Linked DNA regions of Zea mays: region 1 is linked to region 2. Evidence: chromatin contacts called from public Hi-C data. All regions are on one chromosome and are shown on one strand. The core of a region is the stretch at or near the end of the contact, and the rest is flanking DNA. Distances in the headings are between cores, read along the strand shown.

Region 1 (4,522 bases), core at 1,694-4,193, 200 kb after region 2:
CAGAAATATACAGCATTGCATTGTCGCCCAATGTGCAGTGGTTGGCAGTGTCCAGCGACAAAGGGACTGTTCATATTTTCTCCCTGAGAGTCAGAGTTGCTGGAGTGGATTCAAGCAATGAGCAACGCGCTCTTGAAGGTCCACGGATGGATCACCAGAACTCTTCCAGTTCTATTGATCCTCTTATTCAGGCGAACACTGGATCCAATGCTAGTTCATCACTGTCTTTTATGAGAGGTACACATGTTACTCTGGTTTTCTGCCATTCTTGTTTGATCTGTTCTGCACCTCAGTACTGGAAGTTGTGCCATTATACTTACTATTTTTGTGAAGTAAATTAGATGATGCTTATATCATTGCAATACCTGTGGAATTGTCAATCTGTAAGTTAGTTTGAACCTAATTGATGGCTGTTTTCTTCATTTCCAGTCACAAGGATCTTAGATGACCTATTTTGGTTTCAATGCCAATTGACGCCATGCATTCTTATGATCTTTTAAACTTCTGACCTGCGTACCTGACTAGATGCATTTTTTTTGTTCCTGGTATTGGGGTCAGTTCTGTGGAATACATATGCTGATTGTTTGTGGTATCATTACAATTATCTCAACATTTCCCTTCGATATTGTTTAGTCATGTCATTATGGAACTGGCGGGCATGCACTCATGGGAGCATACTACCTCTTGCCCGCTTTCTCAATTATTGAAACATAAAGTTTGTTTGCTACCATATTGCTTGAGGTCATCCACTCATCCAGTATTTTCACAATAAAAGAACCATTCTGAACTCCCAAGTTAGCTAACAGGAGATCACTGGCTGTAATTTTTTCTATATCCTGGAAGTGTACAAGCACTAAGGAATTAACTGGGTCATGTGCTAGTATTTAGGATTTGCACAAAACATAAATCATGCAAGCACCTATTCTGCTATTGACGTAAAAAGAAATTAAACAAGCTACAAGCTACTTTCTAGCAGCTAAACTCATATATAACCTAGATAATTATTTACATGTTGGCAAAATCCTTCCATCTCATTTTATAATCTTTATGAGAGAGTATTGGGCCGGTTTTCTCAAGGAGTGCAAGTTAATTTTCTGCTGTTTTTTTTTCTCCAGGGATCCTGCCGAAGTATTTCAGTTCAGAGTGGTCATTTGCTCAGTTCCATTTACCAGAAGTCACTCGTTACATAGTAGCCTTTGGTGCCCAGAATACTGTGATGATGGTTGGCCTGGATGGCAGGTACTTACCTTAGTGAATTAAATTTTATAATAAATTTCAAGATTTTAGGAAAAAAATGGAATATGTAGACTTCAGTGCTGGTTTGAGCAAATCTTTTTCCCACCTTCTCTGTTTTGTGGTACCTTGCAAGATGAACCATGAATGGAATATAAATTGTGGTACCTTCTCTGTTTTGGATCAAGACATTATTGGCCTTGTCATCCTCATTATCATGTCCTGTTTGAGCCACTGGAGTCATACTGGAGCCCTTGCTATTCATCTATCCTTTGGACCACCGATGTGGCGATGTCCATTGACCAGGTGTCCTTATTGAGTCATGTGGTAGTTTCATTTCAGAACGCCACATCAGTAGCCTGTTATTTATAGGTATGAAAAATACATCAGCCAGTGGAAACAACAACAGTTTGTGTCATGCCTAGAAGTGTAGAACAGTTTGATTTTGAAGATTTATTTTTGGAATAGTTTCTATTCAGTTATTTGTAGGGTTGATTTAGACGATTCTGTTCCTATCTAGCGATTGCCCCACCAACTTCCAAGCATGGCTTGTTTCAATATATAACCACGTTCCCCTCTCCAGCTTCTACAGGTGCAGCTTTGACCAAGCGAATGGAGGGCAGATGTTGCAGAGGGAACATTTCCGGTTTCTCAAGTCCGACAGCCCACCTTTCAGGACTGCAGCCGCTTGACCTGCAGCACAAGGATCATCCATCCCACCATGTAAATGTCGAAGGTCCACTGTACATATCGCCTTCTCGCCGGCGAAGTTATAGGCAGCCGGAATAAGGAGAGCTGGCTGTTGGATCGAAGCCTACAGGATTCCAACGTTCGGATCGGCGCCCCGTCCAAATTGCAGGCATTTCTTTGCCGTTCCCTCTTCTATCTTCAAACGAGAACACACACCCATTGCTGGTACAGAACATGACATAAAAGATTCAGTAACGTGATATTTGACCGTGTGGCTTTGTGGTGCCTGCAAGGCCGTGTAGCGAATCTCAGACCTGTTCTTGCCGGTGGCTTGTTGATGCTGATGACTGTTACGCACTACCTCAATGTTCTTTCTGCATGTTGTGCGATTGCGTTGCTGATTGCATGAAGGGCCTTCTTATATGCTTACTCTTTTTTTTTGTTCCTGTTAGCAATAATGATCCTTTAAGATTGTCTTCGCGGGCTTTCTTATTTACTTATTTTTCAACGAGATTTGGGAAAGGGTGGGAAAAGCACTTCGTCCACCTCCAGCGGTTGCGTCCACGGACGCCCGAGCTCGCCGGCACGCACGGTCCACGGGCAAACGTTTTGTCATAGTTTTCAGGATAGCAGAGCAAGTACCATAAGCTACGGTTAAGGGTGCGATTGGTCCTGGATTGGTCCTGGATAGATACGACAGTGACGTCCCTCTAATTTTGAGAGATAATTGGAAAACACTGAGATAGTTCTATTCTAACTTTCTGACTCTAAACCAAACAATTTTATTTGAGTGATTGTCCCACTCTGTCCTGTTCTATCATTGCAACTAAACGTATCTGAAGGAACTGACTGGGACAGTGACTTGCAAATGTAACCTCGCATCACATCCTAGAAGATCGACGGGAGGATTACGGGACAAGCTATGTACTGTAAGACCACCAATTTGGGGGTGAGTTGGGCACCGCTCCCGGCACCCGTCGCCTCTCTCGAAGCCCTCAGTATTGTAGGTAGCTATGAGTTCTTTACACGACGGCGCACAGCCAGTCTCCGGACGCAGCCGGTTTCAGAGTTCGTCTATAGTCTGCCCTCCTCACCGCACAATCGCCAGGGTTATTTATAGGTTGCCTTTCTCACTGCCCCATGGGCCCTCTCTCATATACATCATTCATCACCTGTGAAACGTTTGTTGGGCCGCGGTACTCGATGACTTCTCCTGGGTTGTTCTCTGCTCGGCCCAGACGTGTGGTCTTCCTGATGCACCTCTTGGCCCACGTCTCCGGCGCCTTTGTCTTGCTTCTCTTCTTCAGTACAGTCGTTGACATGTACTGCTGTATAATTCGACATGTGCAGAGTTTCCGAAGCTTCTGAGGGCGTGTTTGAGGGCGTTTCTGATAAATTTAGCTGATTATTAATCGCCGTGTGTTGAGGGCGTTGTTTACGACTTTCGACTTACCACCCAGGCACCCACCATGTCCATGAGGCGGAGTGCATGAGCCAAATGCCCAGCGCCGTGCCCGTGCGTGCCGACGCACGCAGCCACCTCCGGCCTCCCTTCGCATAAACACCCCTCCCCCGACCGACCCTTCCCACTGTCTCTGCTCGGCCGCTCTCCCTCCCCTTTCCATCGTCTCCCCCTCCCACTCGTCGTGTTCCTCATCCTCCTGCTGGTAGGTAGCAGCAGCGGCAGCAGTAGCAGCCAGGGAGGCGGTACTGATTGGGTGGTAGGTAGGTGGAGGCCGCGGCCGCCAGGGATGGTGGCCGTCGGCGGTGTGCGGCGGAAGCGGGCGTGGCGGTGGGCCATGCGGGCGGTGGCCAGCGCCGTCGTGTGGACCGCGGTCGTGCAGGTCGCCTCCATCGCCGGGCTGTTCCGCCCGCGGGTCGTCGCCGACTGCGGCGGGAAAGGCGGCGGCGGCGCCGCGGCCGGGCTCGCCGCTCTCGCCGGCGAGGACAGCGCCGCCGCGAGGCTGTCGCCGCCGGCGCTCGTGCCCAAGAGTGAGTGGCCTCGCCTTCCTTCGTAGCGGCGATCTAGGGGGGAAGCTCGCCCCCCTCCCCGATTTGGCAAGTGATATACATAGTAGGTCAAAAAGGGGACGTTGTTGTGAGCTTGGCAAAAAAAATGTGGCTTCAGGCCTTCATCCCTATCTTCCATACGCTACATTTAGGTAGCGTTTGGTTCGGTGTCAACGAGGGATGGGACGGGATCAAGTCTGGGCTGACCCGTCCCTTATTTTTTGAGGGATGACCTCATCCACCATTTTTGAACAATATTCCTTGATCCTGAGTCTGGATCTCTAAACCAAACGCGGGTCAAGTTAAAATGATTCCATCTCATCCCTCTTCGTCCTTCCTCGTCCTTCCATCCAAACACATCTAGAGCTCATTCCGATGCTTAGTAGAACCACTGTTGTTCATAGCATTTAGTACTAGTGATCAGGGGGGACTCCTTCGTTCTGTATGCTGAAGGCCGAGCGTTGTTCAGTTCCTTCAGACACGTGGTGATCAGGATCGATGCCAGTTAGCGTATCTTGTTGTCTCAGCCGTCCTTGTTCCTGTTCCTGTCGGCGCTAGAGCTGATTGGGTTTCCCTGATACCCCCCCTA
Region 2 (5,002 bases), core at 1,117-3,616:
TGGGATAAAGGACTTTGTTGTTGTTGTTGAGGATTATGGCGCACAATAGATTCATCATGGAAACTGATTTTATAATATATAATCAACATTTTTTGAAGATTCATATTCTTATAGAATTCCTAATAAAAGTGTTGTCTCGTGGACCATGTCAATGTCCTACTAAATGTGATGCACTTCAGAATGGATGGACATTTGATTCAAATAGTTGAACAGACTAGAGAAGTAATTCAATCAGTAGGAACGATACAGATGCTTTGTAATAGTGAAGGAAACATCACCACTTTGGAGTTCCAGATTTTGATTTTTCTGCCTGGTGCTACAGTTTATGGATGAAGACACTTTACAACCAAGAGGATCTTCATGACGATTAACAGGTTCTGCAACATCTTGATGACCAAAGGGTGAAGACAATCTGCCAATCCACAATACTGGCATTCATAAAACAGGCCAAATGCAGGCACACTCTCACCATACTGTGTGGATATACTGACCTTGGCTGAGAACCTGCATAATATAAGAGAATTAATAATTTATGATAAAACTTTAATGTAAGGAAAGGGCTTGTTACACACTTCACAAACTAATATTACCATAAAAGTTCATTTTCCTTTTAGCAGCCAAATATTCAACAGAGGAAGACATATATCTACAACTACCTCCAGTACAAATTAGATGTCATCCTATAAATTGTCCAGCCAACCTTTTAAAACTTAGGATATGAACTATTTTGGAAAAATCAGTTCAACAACATTTTTAGTACCTTTTGGTACCATGTCAAATACAGAGATAGAAGCAATTATTGAGAACTACCTTGTACATGTACTCTTTTCTTAATTGAAAGGCAGAACTCCTGCCACTTTGTTAAAGAAAATACTCTCTGAAAACCACAACAGGTTCCTATTCAACATGTAGAAGTGACTGGAGGGACCGAAGGAATTCCTAGTCTGTTAATTTTATGGATGCACAAGTTGTTGCCAATGTGCCTATGTTGAAAATTTGAAATACTGCATGCACAAGAAAGTAGTTTATTCTTAATCAGTTTACTTGACTGTTTGTACAGAAATGGCACCCTCACCTGCTTCCTTCATGTTGATATTGCATAAAGAAGTGATATTCTTTATCGCCTCTTTAGGAGAAGCATCTGAAAGAATGCAATCCACTTGTGAAATGGCACCATCTGTATCTGACATGGTAACAAAACAATTATATCAAAAAAATCTGTCAAGACTAAAGAGTAAAGTTCTGCTTAACCAGACATTATGCTAGAAAGGTAAAGCGATGAACCACAGAAAATAGATATAGGAAACTTGCTTGTGGATCCACTATGATGATTATTTGGAGTAGCCAGATCATTGATGTTCAGAACATCAAGTGAACGACGTTGTTGATTTTGTGATGCTTGACCTCCTGCCACATCATCCTGGTACTGCAGCTCTGGCTGCTGCTGTTGCCGTCGCTTTTGTTCGAAGTACTGCCTTTGCCTGCCACACATTTGTTTGATCAAGCACGATGATCAGTTCCATCGATGTGGGAAAAAATGAGTAACACCACAGTATGAACTTTTACTGACTGAAATCAGTGAAACTACCAATATTACCTGCTCTGTGTTGACTTCCTGGACTGCTCATTTCAGAACCAGGCCAAACAAGCAGAACGGAAAGCGACACAAACATAAACAAATGTTAACAGCACGTTACAGGTTGTTAAAAGACAGATACGCGTAGTGACCATTCTAGAGTTTGAATGCCAACCATCAATAGCAGTTACAAAATTGAAGCACAAAACAGTCGAAATCATACTGTTTACACAAATTAAATGTCGTGAACCGTGAAGTACAATACCGATTTAAGGTAGAAATGTGGATACTCACGGCGTACACCTTCCTCCTCGAACCACCCGTCCATTGCAGCATCGCGAGCAAGCGGTGAGAAATCCCACAACTGCAAAATCAGAACGCGAAAATTCAGCGGTTAAATGATCCAAAAGTCAGGGACTCAGGGGCAGACCCAGTAAAGGGCATGATTGTACGCAGCCACAAATGTAAGTCCGATAACTTTTGAAAATAAAATCTAAGCATACGCAAATAGCCAAATAGCTTAAGTTAGGGTTAGGGTGCTAGGTTTTGCGCAGCGTGAAGGAAAAAATAAGGGATGGGCATACCTGGTAGGTGCTCGTCGCCGGCGAAAGGCCCGACGAAGACCTCGGCACCTGACGGAGGCGCGGCAGTCGCCCACGACGCCACTAGAGAGATAGCGCGCGCAGAGTGAAAGGGTCAAAGCGAGAAGAGAAGGCAGTGCCGATCGCAGTCCGGTCCTGTACAAATTTGCCGGGGGCCTGGAGCAGGCCTGAATGCTGCTTTGGCTATGATGCGGTGGGTTGTCGAGGCCCAGTCGTCCAAAACACATTTGCCTTCGCGGACTTTGAGATTTTCTTTGTTTTTGTTTTTTCCTTATTACCTTAAAATATAACTAGTATAGTGCCCGTGCGTTGCTACGGCATGTCAATTATTTGATAAAATGTTAGTTCACAACGATTACAATGTTTTGTGACAATATGTTAGGGTGAAAACAGACAATTTACATTGACAATACTTTCTTAAACATGGAGTTGGATAGGTAGAGGGAGACTGGTATTGCAGCCAAGAAGCAAGAAAATAAGAAAAGAGAGGCAAAAGTAGCCACCTACTGTTTGTCCCCCAACAAATACAAGCGTGAAGTATGGAGAAGTCGTTGAATGTAACATAAAGAGCAGAACAAAAACATGCAGAATTATCATCCATCTACCCTTTACCCTTTAAAAGAAGCTGAAGAGAGCCTTAGGACATCGAGCTGGGTCAGCGGGCGGGCGGGCAAGGGTAACCCATCCGTTAGATTGGGCCGGGTATCGGGCTGATTCGATCTGGATAGGGTTTTCACTGGCCTCGGGTCCAGTTCAAGTACCTAACCTGCTATGTGGGCTTTGGCTCATATTAGGCGGGCCTTTTTCACTGTTTCTTGGCTTTTTAGGGCTTGTTTGAGAACTTTATTTCTCAAAACAACAATTTATAATACTATAGTTTTTAATTGATGTTATGATATAACTATGGTATATTTATATCAGTCCAATCCAAGACTTGTTTGGAGAAGAGAAGACTATAGCTACGTGCAAGCAAAAAAAAATTTGGCCTGACCCTAAAAAATACCACGACCATAGTATTGTCAAAATCATGATTTAAAATACAAAATTATTGTATATGTTCCCAAACAATTTTTGGTATAAAATACCATGGTATGATCAAATAACATATTATTGTCTTGGAACTAAGAAAATATTGTGTTCCCAAATATACCCTAAGAAAATAACGTGTTCCAATACAGGCTCTTAATTTTTTTCTTGCATTTGCTAATATATTGTAAAGACTTCTAAAAATGCTAATATATTGTAGGGTTAATATATTGTAGGGTTAGGGTGCTCATTAATTATATCGATATATCACGGACGAACCGCATAAATGAAAATATCTAAGTTATGCAGTCACTAAGACACTACTGCTGACAAAAATGGCTTAGGCTCTGTTTCAATTCCACGAGATAAACTTTAGCAGCTTTTTAGCTACTTTTAGTCATTTGATGATCTAAACAGGAGGTCTAATGGTGTTGTGATAAAATTTAGCACCTATTATCACATAAGCTGCTCAATGGGTGCTAAAAGGAGTTAAACGTAGGCCAGAGAACCCTATTTTCCACCACATACCCTCCAACCCCGTTCTCTCTGTCTCCGCATTAGGGGCATGTGTGTCTTTTTATTCTAATATGCTAAACTTTATTAGAGTAGTACAAACACTCCAAAGAGCTAAACTTTAGCAATTGAATTCATATGGCTAAATTGTTCAGTAAAAAACTAAAGTTTATCCCGTGAGATTCAAACACAGATTCAAACAGGGCCGCCTTACTACCTGATAAAGCGAACGAGGCTAAACTGAATATTTGACAATACGGCACGGCAAGAAACACTTCGATAGTTGACACAATGGCAAGAAACACTTCAGTGACTCAGGAGGAACAAAGTTTTTGTGCGCGAAAAGCAACGTTCTGTGCACATTTTATACATACAATGATATAAATGGCACTGCACTCTTCTTAGTGACCTGTTTGATCATGATGTCGTGCTACAAAGCATATTGCCGGTACCAGCTGCCTACAAAATTTCCTCGAGCTGCCTATCAACCGATTATTCCACCCAATCTTTACACACCCCCTTAAATGTACACAAACGAATAACTCAACCAGCCACCAGGAAGCAGCATTTGCCACTTCCGAGTTTGAACAGAACGACCTTGTGTACTGTACACACAAAAAACATGCACAACTCAGATAGTCAGATCAAAGTTCTTTAATTGTGTCACCAACGATTGCATGCTCTCGAGCTTTTCGCTAAGCTGCCTGATGTCCTCGGCACGGTTTTGATCCTCAGTGCTGCTTGCCTGAGAAATCAGTGCCATACATTTGGCCTTGGATTCGGAAATCTCGCCTTGTAATGAGGAAATAGTTGCTTCCGGTGTGGTTTTCGAACTCATGACGTCTGCAATGGCTTGCATAGTTGGAGTCAGAGGAGTGCCTATGCTACCAAAACTGTTCTGCCTGCTGAGCCTCCTGGGTGAAAAGATATTGTCCATGCCTCCACTTCCTGTAATAGCACAATTCATAACGAAATTTGAATCCTCTAGGAAAGGATAGTTGTTGAGCCTTTTTTTCTCGGTAAAATGTTTCCGGTGTAAGGGGAGCGATAGAATAGAAATAATAAGCATCGATAAAGCTATAGCACTGAGAACAACGAAAAAAAAGTCCTTGACCTTTGCTACGGAAATTCAGTAGAAACCTTTTGATTTGCAGTATGTATGTTCTTTTCAGCATAAAAAACATGTCATGCCAATGTTCTGAAAACATAGATTTTTGACATGCTTGCAAAAACCATACTGAGCATTGTTTTTCTTTTGGTGAGAAGAGTAGAGACCAACATAAAA

Evidence for each region. A called contact is a pair of places that touch in the nucleus more often than the background predicts.
Region 1: a contact with region 2 is called in a Hi-C map of ear, with 2.4 times the contacts expected there. The contact joins the promoter of LOC103634857 here to the promoter of LOC103634850 in region 2. A contact is called at or near these places in 2 of 25 Hi-C or Micro-C datasets (ear and tassel).

Annotation. Positions count from the first base shown.
Region 1 is chr8:17,287,054-17,291,575 of Zm-B73-REFERENCE-NAM-5.0, forward strand. LOC103634857 (rhamnogalacturonan I rhamnosyltransferase 1) reads left to right here and starts at 2,944. Exons shown (of 7, transcript XM_020542522.1): 1 at 2,944-3,915. The coding sequence starts at 3,675. It overlaps LOC100501577 (Autophagy-related protein 18c), which reads left to right. Exons shown (of 5, transcript NM_001196268.1): 3 at 1-237; 4 at 1,116-1,239; 5 at 1,817-2,282. The coding sequence ends at 1,925.
Region 2 is chr8:17,091,307-17,096,308 of Zm-B73-REFERENCE-NAM-5.0, forward strand. LOC103634850 reads right to left here and starts at 2,367. Exons shown (of 21, transcript XM_008657444.3): 1 at 2,161-2,367; 2 at 1,871-1,940; 3 at 1,598-1,620; 4 at 1,312-1,481; 5 at 1,076-1,183; 6 at 492-504; 7 at 279-412. The coding sequence starts at 1,912.